Linked DNA regions of Macaca mulatta: region 1 is linked to region 2. A link is a contact called in public Hi-C data. All regions are on one chromosome and are shown on one strand. The core of a region is the stretch at or near the end of the contact, and the rest is flanking DNA. Distances in the headings are between cores, read along the strand shown.

Region 1 (5,806 bases), core at 2,604-5,103, 170 kb before region 2:
CTATCAACCGCATAAATGTAAAATAAAGTCCAACAACTAGATTTTCCCTGTTGTAATTTAGTCATCTCTACAAAAGTCAACGAATAATTTCTGTATAAACTTGTAATTCTGCAATACCAGAAAACTGCTTTATGGTGCTATCAACGAAGTATTCTGTTCTTTTCCATTTCAGGAAACTAAAACAAACAAAAGAGTTCCACCTCAAATCAAAATTATAAAATAAGCCTTTCAAGTTAGCGTATCAAGTCAAACCACCACTAGAAGCTAAATTAAATGGTTAATCTAGCCACCCTCTCTCTGTTCCCCATAAAGGGGGCTGGGGGAACCCTGATCATAAGTGTTCTATCTCACAGTGCCAGCTGCCAGGCATATAACAGCCTTCCATCTCTAAAGCTGACTGGCACAACAAGTAATACAACTTGGAAGTTAAGGCAAATGGCAGAACTCAGATGGGAAAAAAGAATATTTTCCACAATTTGTATAGCACTTGTTTAGCACGTATGTGTTTCTGAAGTGGTGGTCAACTCTTCAAACTACACGAGAAACATCACACCACTTCACGTCAACCACTGCCAGTTCCATTCAGTGGCCTCCTTCCCCTTTGGGGACTATTCAAAAAGTTACTATTTTCTTTTACAACTACTCACCCAGGCCTCTTCCACTGATGAAAGCAGGCAAAGCCCACGCTGTGTGTCTGTCTCCTAGAGAAGATTGCCTCTTTTATTTATCGCCCCTTGGCTTTATTTTCACAGTGAATTCCTGGCTTAAATGCAATCAGCCAAGAAACCCTCCCTATGTGCTCTCCTGTCATTCCTCATTGCTTGCAAGCAGAGTCAAGCACAGGGAGAGGAGGAAAAAAAAAAAAAAAAAAAAAAAACCCTCAACATTGCCAGCCAAGCCATAAAAATTCGCAGACTCTAGTTTGTAATACTGAGAAGCCATAGATGTGCTTCCATCCATCTCCAACTGGCAGGAAACAGACAAACAAAAAAAAGGTATAACTTCAAAAAATGTTAATTAGATTTGTTTTAAGGGGAAAAAAGGATAGCTGAATAGCCTCAAAAGCTAAACCCTCTCTAGACAGAAGGAGAGAGTGCCCAACATAGAAAAGGCAACACTGGGGGCTGCCTTTGGAAATAAATGACCATGCAGAAAATCACGTTTACAGATTGCATTAGAATTCAAATTAACCAGACGGGATTAAAACAAATCTTAATTCTCTCTTGGGGCCCCTATCCAGACCCCCACCCCACTCCCAAAGAAAAGAATGATAAAAGGAACTGACTACAGAAAGAGAAAAAGGATTAAGTTAAAAATCAAAGAGATAGAGATGCGTCCAAATCTAACCCCATTCATTCCGTGCCGGGTTCAGTATGCTACAATTTCAAGTACACTAACAAGAGAAGGGGTCAGAAAATATGCCATTTGCAATCAGGAAAAAAAAAAATAGGAAGTTTCACTATAGCATTCATTGTTCTTTTCAGTCTGGCTCAAACATTCCCATCGCTATGGCTGAAAAAGATCTGGACGGGGAAAAAGAATATTTTGGGGGAAGGGGGACAGGGGACGCTTTTAAACTAAGGTATTTGAGAAAACTCTCAGGATCTGTCAGAGAAAGGAGGGCTGTGCAGCTCTAAATCACAAGTCCTTCTCTCGCCTTTGTCAAATATCTTCTACTTTACAAGCCCTGAAAAGAAATAAAGAGACTCTTTTGTTTGGTTTCTCCTTTTCGGAGGGTGACAGAAAACTGAAAGGGGCACAAATAAACCTGAAAATGAGAACAAAGTGCTGGGTCGTGCCGGGCTGCCGCGCCGCGGGGACGCGGGAGCAGCAGCCTAGCCCAGTGTCTCGCGCTCCTGCAGCCCGCTCTCCCCTTTGGCTGCGAGCGGCAAATCCGCAACTGCTGACCGCGGCTTGCCCGGGGCACCACGACCTGACCACCCAGCGCAAACAAAACTCGGGCGGTGGGGTACAAGGGCTGCGCCGCGGCCCGCACAGTGGCGTCTGGAGGCAGCTCCACAAAAAAAGGGAAGCGCGAGCGGCTCCTCCTCGGGCTCGCGCCCTTTAATTAGGGGGCGTCCTCCGGCCGAGATGTCCCTCCGGAGACGAGTCCGGTCCGCCGCCACCTCCCCCCTGCGCCGCTTGGAGACTGAGGAGACGGAAAGAAAAAGACATTTAAAGCCGGGGCGGCCGGTGGAGCTCGCCCGGGCCAGACACCACAGCGACCCCGGGAGCGCAGCAGCCGCTCTCCCGTCGGAGCCCTGGGAGGAGCGGTCGCCGAGCGGCTTTAAATGTATTCCCCTCCCCTCAAATCGCGTGGGGCGGGGGCCAAAAAAAAAAAGAGCGAGCGACAGGCAGTGAAAGGGGGGGAGCGCCGAGCGGCCGGGCCGCGGCCGGCATTGTCTGCGGCCCGCGCCCCCTCCCCCGCCCCGCACAGCCCCGCCACACACACCCTCGCGGGAGCCCGGCCGTCCGCCCGCGCCTTTGTCCACATCCACCCCCGAAACCGGCGAGCAGTCCTCCAGGATGTGCTCCCCGGAGAAGAGCGGGGAGGGGAGCACGGGCCGGGGGCGCGGAGCCCGCGGAGGGGCGCGTCCTGCTGATTCATTTCCCACTCGCGCTCGCCCGTCCGGGGCGACCGGGGGCAGGGAAGGGAGGGAGGAAATAGGCGCTCCGCTCAGGAGGACCGTCCGGGCCAGTGAGGACACCCGCAGGGGTGCGGGCGCGCGCGGAGCTGGGGGCTGTCCGCAGGAGAAAAGCGGGCGCCCCCCCCCCCCACCAAGGGACTGACAGACGGACAGACGGCCCCCGGCTGCCCCGTGACTCACCGACTTGCAGGACGTTGTCTACGCAGCCGCTCTCCAGCAGCGCGATGCCCCGGCGGAAGGGCAGCCGCGTCTCGTCGCCGCCGTCCGCCGCCCCGGCAGCCCCCACCGACGGGGCCCCGGCCCCCGCGGCGGCGGCGGCGGCGGCGGCGGCGGCGGCGGCCGAGGTGGCGGCCGGGGAGGACGAGGAGCCGCCGCCGCCGCCGCCGCCTCCCGCGCCGCCGCCCGCGCCGCCGGGGCCGCCGCTGTCGTCGCCAGGGCCGCCCGCGGCGCCGCCGCCGGTGTTGAAGGAAGAGTACATGCAGATCTCCCGCTCGCTACGGGGGAAGGACCAATAGACTATGCGGCGCTGCACCGGCTCCGGGATGCGCTCGAAGCGCTCCTCCACGCGCTGGAACGGCCACTTCTCCGCCACCCTGCGCGCCGCGATGTCCAGCAGCGACTCGGGGCTCTGGGTCTTGCCCGGCGGCAGCAACCCCAGCGCCGCACCGCCCCCGCACGCCGCCGCCGCCGCGCCACCCGCCCGCGGGCCGGGCCGACAGGCAGAGCTGTAGCCGCCACCCGCGCCGCCGCCGCCGCTGCTGCCCCCGCCGCCGCCGCCGCCGCCCGGCCGGCAGCAAAGCCGTTTCGCGGGAGGAGGCTGCTGTCCGCGCTCCGCCATGACCGCGCCGCTTCTAACCCGACAGCGGAAGTGCCGGGACCCTATAAACGGCACTAGGAAGCGCGACACGCACACGCCGTCGCGACGCCACGCTGCCATCTAGGGCCCGCCGCTCCTTGTATGGGCACAAGAGGTGGGGCCTCCGCTGTGACGTAAGGCTGGGGCGGGGCTCCGATAGGGGGAACCTGGGGCCGGGGGCGGGGCCTATGCAAATCACTGGGCTGAAACATAAATAGAGTGCTTGGCGGACACGGGGGTGGCGGGGGTGGGCGGTTTGGGTGCCCGGTGGGTTGTGAGAATGTCAGGCTGCTGTGACGCGGGGGGGGGGGGGCGGGGCTCAGGCGGGGTTCCCGTGGGAGGGGGCTGGCCGCCGGGCCGGGGCTGAGGTAGATGGGTCTCTGCGCCCCCTGCCTACTCTACTTTCCCCCTCCAGTTCTCAGCCTCTCTTTGAAGTCCGAGAAGTGAGGATGCGCCTCGTGGGTCGCCGCGGGGAGGAAAGGGGAGATGGGGGAGGTGAGTGAAGGGGAGGGTTCATCTAAATAGAGGGCGGGGCCCACGGGCCGATGCCCCACCCCCCGTCAGCCTGCCCTTCGGGGGAAAAGCCTCTGGGCGGAGGAGGCGCTTTCAAAACAAAGAAATGCGGCATGGAGCCCGGGGGACGCGGGTGGAGAGGAAGGCGGAGGAGGCGCGGCCGAACCCGACCGGCTGCCAGCTTCCCCTCCAGCCGGTCCAGGGGAGCTCTCCCCACCACCCGCCGAAGCTGCGGCGGGGAAGGGGGAGGGTGGCTGCGTTCGGCGGCAGCTTTCCACTTGACTTTTGCAGACCCGGTGTGGAAGGAGCGCGCCCGCTCCGCTGCCCCGCTTGGCTGCAGTGCGCCCATCCCCGAGCCCCGCGTCCGTTCCGTCCCGACTGCAGGGCTGTGCCCGAAAACACGCTGAGCGCTCGGAACGTGCCCAGCAGTCGCGCGACGCGCGTCCGGAGCCGGCTGCCACCGTCCCGCCCTCGCTGCCTCCGTCCCTCGGTCCAGGAAGCCCGCTAGGAGTCGGGGAGCTCCGGCCGCCCTTGTCGCCCCCGCCGCCCTTGTCGCCTTCGCGGCCGCGCGGACGAAGCCCTGCTCCAGGCCGGGGTTTCTCCCGCTTGGGGTGGAATGCAGCCCGGGCTGTGGGTTTAGCAGACACACCTTTGTGAGTACACACGCCGCAGGGGCGCGCGCAAGCCCCACGGGCGCGCGCGCACACCGCCCAGCCCGCGGCAGACGGCCCGCCAGGCGGCGGACGGCGGCTTCGGGCGCACTTGGGTCTGCGGCCCGGCTCCCACCTCGGCGCCCGGCTGCGCGGAGTGCAGGCGCTCAGGACGCGCGCAGCGCTCTCAGCCGCCTTGGCGGCGCCCGCAGGGCTAGTCTCCCAGGGTCCGGGCAGCTTAGGGGTGGACCAGGGAGAGCGAGCGCAGAGCGCGGCTCGCCGGTACCTGGACGCGGGCGAAGGCGAAGAAGCGAGTCCCTCTCTGAACTGGGAGCCCTGCGGACATTGTTCGTGCTCCATAGAGCTCGGTCAAATCTGCGTCCAAGCCGCAGACTTAATTACCGCGTCGGAGACACGCTTCCTCCCAGCCCCACCTTCTGTTTTTACTGTAAACAGTGGTGCTGATCCGCTCCCATTGTTGGAGATAAACTGTATCTCCTTTGACACTTTCGCATCTTTTAAGGTTATTGGCTGCTCCCCACCCGCCTGCCTGGTAGCCTGGATTTAAAGGGATAGCGCGCTTCGGCGTTTTAAAGAAAATAGCTCATTCCGGGCCGAAGCCCTGGAAACCTCGAACTACACCGCTGGCCTTCACAAGTCCCAGGCTGCAGGTCCCTGGGGTCGGGACGCTGGCCGACTTTCCGCAGCTGCCTTACTTGTTAGGAAAATTTTTGTGACACTATGTTTTTGTATATCCGTCCAGTATTTTTCTGGGCACCTCCTCCATGTCTAGGAAAAAGCCTTTGCGGAAAACTGGAAGATCTTTATGGGCAAGTAGAGGGGAAAGTCTCTTTCAGGGCTTTCATTTCTAGATCTCTTTAAAAATAAAAATAATCTTTAAATTGTATAAAACATAGGTATAGAAGACAGTAAGTTTAAAAGTAAAACACAAGTTGGGTTCTGTTCTGTCCAGAAACAGTCATGATAGGACTTAGGCTTGTATAATATGTAGTAGCAAGCATTTTCATACATAAACACACAGAATCACTGAACTGGAAAGTCAGCGATGACAAAACTGGTGCCCCCCGACAGGATAAATGACTCATTCAGGTTCATAGGGCTTGTTAGTAGAAAAGATT
Region 2 (5,839 bases), core at 139-2,638:
CACCCTGTCCCCCTCCCCCACCCTCCCGCGTCCTCCAACTCGAGGTCCCAAGACCCACACAGCAATGGCGCAGCCGGAAACCGGCTCCTAGACTTCCTAACGCCCAGCTGGCGGTTCGGGTCGTCTGTGGGCGGGACGCAAAGGCCGCGACTTCCGCCTTCCTGCTTCCGGTCTGGCGGTGAGTGGGGAGTGGGATCCAAGCCCCTGGGGCGAGATAGAGGAAGCTGGCGGCTACCGCTTCCGTGGTTTTCTCCTGGTGTCCAGCAGAAACGGCGGCGGCCCCTTGCGCCAATCCAGGATTCCCCAGGACCCTCGGCTCTGCGCGACAACGGGCCCGCGCTTGCCAAGGCCGAGGGGCAGAAGTGAACGTGGCCCCCGTGGGTCTGCGGCCCCGATAGGGTAAGGAGGGAAGAGTGAGCAGCGGAGAAACGTAAGAAATGAGGGAAAGACAAAGGAGCAAGGGAGAAACGTAAGAAATAAGAGAAAGAGAAAGGAGGAAGTGCGGACGGCCGTCAAGTGTTACCAGTTGCAGCCGCAGGGGCCACGCGGGTCTGGTTGGGAGATCGAGCCGGGTCGATCCGTTTTGGGCGGAAGAGTAGGATTTATTCCTGAAAGTGTGGAGGCGCGGGTGTTTGGGTCTGAAGTTGAGGTGCAGGGAGATGTGTGGCCTGTGGACCATGACTCTTACATTGTTTATTCGCTACTGGGCTGGAGAAGGTGAAGGCAGATCGATCTGAGTAGTACCTAATTCTGACTATGGGTGAGGTCTTATGAAGTCCGGGAGAAGATATTTAACGTATTAGGCACTTTCATGTGTGTTCAGTTGAAAATCGTGGGAAAGATATAATTAAAACCAGTCATAGTTTTCCTGGGGTAATGGGACTGTGGGTGAATTACTATAATTTGTTTGGTTATGTCTTCTAATTTTTTAAGTAAAGGACACAAATTGTATGATAGACCCAAAAAAACCTTTAAAGAGTAAGATGAGGTGTTTGATTTTGTAGTGGTGTACCTAATCCAGTAAATGAATGAATGGCAACATTTTTAGTATAGAAAGTTGAAAATCTAGGAACGGATATACTGTGTAAGTCAGTGAGCCAACTTGTCTTCTATATGTCAATGAACTAAAAAAATTTTACTATTGAAATAACTAACTTAGTAAAATACTTGATTTCCAGTAATTAGGATTTTCTTACAGGGCACTTGCAATTGTGGTAAATTCAAATGAGGAAGAAACATATTAAGTTACTATAATGGATAGGCAATTTTAGATGTCATATAGATTGCGTATATACAATATAGAAATTTTCCATTTAAAATTTTATTACAATTATCCTGAAAGTTGTGACTTAAATTTTGTTTTATTTTTTGTATTCTTTCCAGCTAGCCAATTGTACAGAATTTAAATAATCTCTCAGATGTGTACAGTAGAACTCAAGAAGACAGACTACCAAGGGTCATCTGAAGTCGTGATTGGGTCACTAATAATACCAGGACAAAGTTAGAGATCACTACTCAAGCATAAGGTAGATAATTTTTTTAAAAATTCCAGTTGAAATCGTAAGTGGATGTATATACCTCATTCCCTACCCAGGTATTCTAATTCTCCACTTTGAATAGAGGTTGACACAAACATGAAAGGTAGAAAAGCCTCTGGGGCAAAATAGAAAACATCACTCAAGTCACATAATCCTCATTTGCCAGATGCCTTTTCCTTACACTCAAAAAGGAACAAAACACATGGCATCTTGTTAAGGCTACTTTTCTCATTTATTAAATTAGGCTTATTCCAGCAGAGGTCCTCAAAGCTGAAAGGGCATAAAATAGCACAGTACTTTTTGCTGCTTTGGCATATTAATGTGATTGTCATGACTCCCTTACCCTCCCTTTCCCATTCCTGGAAATAGCCATCTCTCCTTCTCTGCGAGTATTGCACATGCTCTGTCGCTTGTCCTTTTAAACACCAAATTTGCTGATTTGTATTTTTGTTAATTAGTAATACTAAGGATATGTCAAAAAATGACAAACTGTGTTCAGCTCTTAATGACCATAGAAAACTCAAGATTCTTATGAAAGCCTCCTGCTAAATAAAGTTTGTCTTCCATATAGGAGGCATGTGAGAATGCATAGTCCTTATGACAGAGTCACATGGCTTTTTAAAATCTTCTATAACTTTACATCTTTGAAGTGTCACTATTCTGGCTGTCCTAGATGAATTACTTTTTCCTAACTGGAAATACTAGTCCTTATTACAGTAGTACTAATTAGTACTTTTTAAAAAAGCAAACTGAGTGATAATGGAATCATGAGTTAACTGGTTGTGTGAGGAAACTTTTTCAAAATTTGACTAACCACAGTCTTTCTCCTGTTTTTTTTCCTCTGTTTTTCTCCTGTTTTTCTCCACCCACCTTCTCCAGCCCCAGTTTTCATAAGACTGCAGTGAAGATGTTTGATATAAAGGCTTGGGCTGAGTATGTTGTGGAATGGGCTGCAAAAGACCCATATGGCTTCCTTACAACTGTTATTTTGGCCCTTACTCCACTGTTCCTAGCAAGTGCTGTACTGTCTTGGAAACTGGCCAAGATGATTGAGGCCAGGGAGAAGGAGCAGAAGAAGAAACAAAAACGCCAAGAAAACATTGCAAAAGCTAAACGACTAAAAAAGGATTGAAGGACTGAATAGGCTCTGCAACCAGAGGAAAATCATTTGGAAAATTATGCAGCTTTGGAAGAACCCACTAAAGTTTCTTCTTTGGATTTCTTGACAGTATTATTTAGTAAATGAAATCTGACCAAATGGAAGAATCATGTTAGTTCTGACCTCAATACTATAGTAACTTTTAGGCTTGGGTGTAGAAGTTTGTAGGTTTCTATTGACAGTTATTATAAATTATCATTTACTGTGGTACAAATTCTTTATAACTGACTTAGTCATTTGCCGCTTAGCAGTTTATCTACTGAAATGAAAACATCCTGTGGGGAAAAGTGACTTTAGATTATGAACTCAATTCAAATGAACTCTATTTAAAATGGGGTCCTGTTTTGGACAAAGGAAATTAAGAATGTAAAAGTCAGAACTGTCTTGTTTGAGGTAAAAGTGTGCTTTGGCTTAAAAGAGATACAGTATATTAGTTACGTCTTTTATTATTATTGCTTATTTCTTAGAATCATTTCTGACTTTCTCAAAACAAAATAATATTAATCAATGAGTACTTCTATTTGCTGCATTTTTCTTATAGCCTTTGAGACAGCTGGTAATTATCAAGTCATTTTGCATTTTTAAAAACAATTTTATAAAGCATTCTCTTGACTATGTAGAATACCACCTACTGGATAGAACAATTTCTGTACTCACAAACACTGCCATTTTCTTAGAGATGGCTTGTTGAGAGGAGTAACACTATGGTTTAAACCTTGCAGTAAAAATGCCAAACACTGTAGTACTTTGGAACCGGTTTATTCTTGTGCTAAGCAGAACTGTAAAACAGTTAAAATGTCTTATCAAGTAATTCGCTGATTATATAGACACCACTTTTGTATTTTATTTCATTCTTTGTTTTAACTCATGTGGTAGTGATATTTAATACTTTCTGATCAAACAGTTTCAAAGTAAAACTTTAAATTTCACATTTCTTTTAAAGAACTTGTAAAGCATAACAGTGATGTCATACTTCTTAAGTGGTAAAGAAAGGTATAAAATTTGGAAACATTTTGTTGGGCATAGTAGTAATTGGGTGAAAAGGATAAATTATATCAAAATGAGAATGTGCTGTAATTGGAAGTAAGGAGCTAAAGGATGTTTCTTTCAGTTAAGTAGTATAACTGGAATGTTTTACTATTAAACGTGGCTTTTATAAATGCATGGTCCAATAATTTTGTTCACTGTTAGTATTTAATTCACTGTCAGCTTATTGTTTTCTGTACCCTGATAATGAATTTTAAATTACAAAAAATTATCCAGCAGCTACAGTTTAAAAATGAAACTAGATATTAAAATAAATTTGATAATTTTTTGTAAGGTCCTGGATTTTATTTTATTTTTTGGTGGAACTACATTTTTAAGTTACATTATGTTATGCAGGTTAGAATTTTCAATTACAGCTAAGCATACTTGTAAAACTTCAGGACTATATCTGAGAACCTAAGGACCACTGAGAATGTTTATGGACGAGTTTGAATAACAATGCTATTCTTTTAGATTATCAGTCTCTACTTGGTGCCAGTGTGAGCAACACATTATAACTCAAGGCACTGAAATAATTCAGTGTTAAGATAGATCTAAAATACATGTGGTTTTCTGCAATCAAGCTGTTCATGGAAAGAATTTATGTACATGTTTTACTTAGGGTCACATTTTAGAGTAAAAGTATTGAAGCAAAGGATATAGTCATAATTCTCAGTTATCTACTAAAGTTACGGTTTTATCCGTTCCGTTGTAACAACTTAAAGGTATCTAACTAAAGTTCTGTTTTTCTATAATTTGTTAGCCTTAACACATGCCAATTTTGTATTTGTTTGACGTATGCTTTTTTTTCCCACTTTTTCCCATCATTTAGAGAGCCTTTTTATATATGTGAGATTGAGATTTTACTCTGTGTGTGTGTGTGTGTGTGTGTGAGATTGGGGGAGTAAAGAGAATATTGTGAGGTTTGGGATGCTTCAGAAAAAACCTCTCACTGCAACAGAGTACTGTTGTTAAAGAATCTCATTTGCTATTATCTAGAATACTTTTAAGAAATTGTTTATCTATTACGTTTCTGAAGTTCTGAGAACTAAATACAATCAATTACCATTCTAAAGCTGGTCTTGGGCGGAAAAAGAAAGCTGTCCCCTGGCTGCCTGTAACAAACATTTTATCAAAAATAAGCAAATAAATAAAAGTTTGTGTGTCAGAACTTGAGCCATAGTATCCATATGAAAACTTACAGCATGTTACTACTTATCAGATATATAAGGACATTTTAAATTTTACTTATTTGTAATAAGCAGACTAGAAATAAGCACAGGAGGCTGGGCACAGTGACTCATGTCTAATCCCATCACTTTGGGAGGCCGAGGCGGGTGGATCACGACGTCAGGAGTTCGAGACCAGCCTGGCCAACATGATGAAGCCCCATCTCTACTTAAAGTACAAAAATTAGCTGGGTGCGGTGGCATGTGCCTGTAATCCCAGCTACTGGGGAGGCTGAGGCAGGAGAATTGCTTGAACCCAGGAGGTAGAGGTTGCAGTGAACCAAGATTGCGCTACTGCACTCCAGCCTGGCGACAGAGCGAAACTCCGTCTCAAAAAACAGAAAAAAGAAACAACAAAGGAAGCTGTGGGCTGGAAACCTAATGTTGAAATAGATCTTATATTTTATATGGTTCTAAGTTGGAGGAAATTTGATCTTATTTAGGAATGATTGCTTTTATGTTTGCTACTGGTTATAGAATCATGCTGATTTACTTCGTATCTGGAATAAATAAGGACAAATTCTGCATTTCTCAAACGTATTAAAAGGGATCACATGGTCAAATACCCAAAGTTTGGGAAACACATGTACAACTTAGACAAATTTCTGGATGATCTCTTGGAGTGTTTTAACTTGACTACCATAGATTGTCCTCTACACCTCTCTTTTTCTCCGAAGAACTTAAGTACAATTTGGGAAAGCCTACTCTAAAACTCAGATTACATTTAAATAGCATAGATAATGAGATAGCTTTTAAACAATCAATATAAGGATATTATATTAATTCAAGGTTAATTAAATGACATCCAGAAATCTGTTATTAAGAATGGAAAAGGATTATTTCCTCCATTTTTGTTGGTTTTTAACTTCAGGTATCTAAGGCGTAAT

The links. A called contact is a pair of places that touch in the nucleus more often than the background predicts.
Region 1: a contact with region 2 is called in a Hi-C map of liver, with 4 times the contacts expected there. The contact joins the promoter of LOC114678796 here to the promoter of LOC106998777 in region 2. A contact is called at or near these places in 6 of 14 Hi-C or Micro-C datasets (CD4 T cells, cortical neurons, fetal cortex germinal zone and 3 more).

Annotation. Positions count from the first base shown.
Region 1 is chr6:69,206,375-69,212,180 of T2T-MMU8v2.0, reverse strand. It overlaps LOC114678796, which reads left to right and starts at 3,853. Exons shown (of 2, transcript XM_028849452.2): 1 at 3,853-3,999; 2 at 4,309-4,772. The coding sequence starts at 3,991. The coding sequence ends at 4,674. ZSWIM6 (zinc finger SWIM-type containing 6) reads right to left here and starts at 3,501. Exons shown (of 14, transcript XM_028849453.2): 1 at 2,829-3,501. The coding sequence starts at 3,486.
Region 2 is chr6:69,037,802-69,043,640 of T2T-MMU8v2.0, reverse strand. It overlaps LOC106998777, which reads right to left and starts at 1,388. Exons shown (of 2, transcript XM_028849451.2): 1 at 59-1,388. The coding sequence starts at 679. It overlaps SMIM15 (small integral membrane protein 15), which reads left to right and starts at 1,402. Exons shown (of 2, transcript NM_001190845.1): 1 at 1,402-1,526; 2 at 2,418-3,012. The coding sequence starts at 2,446. The coding sequence ends at 2,670.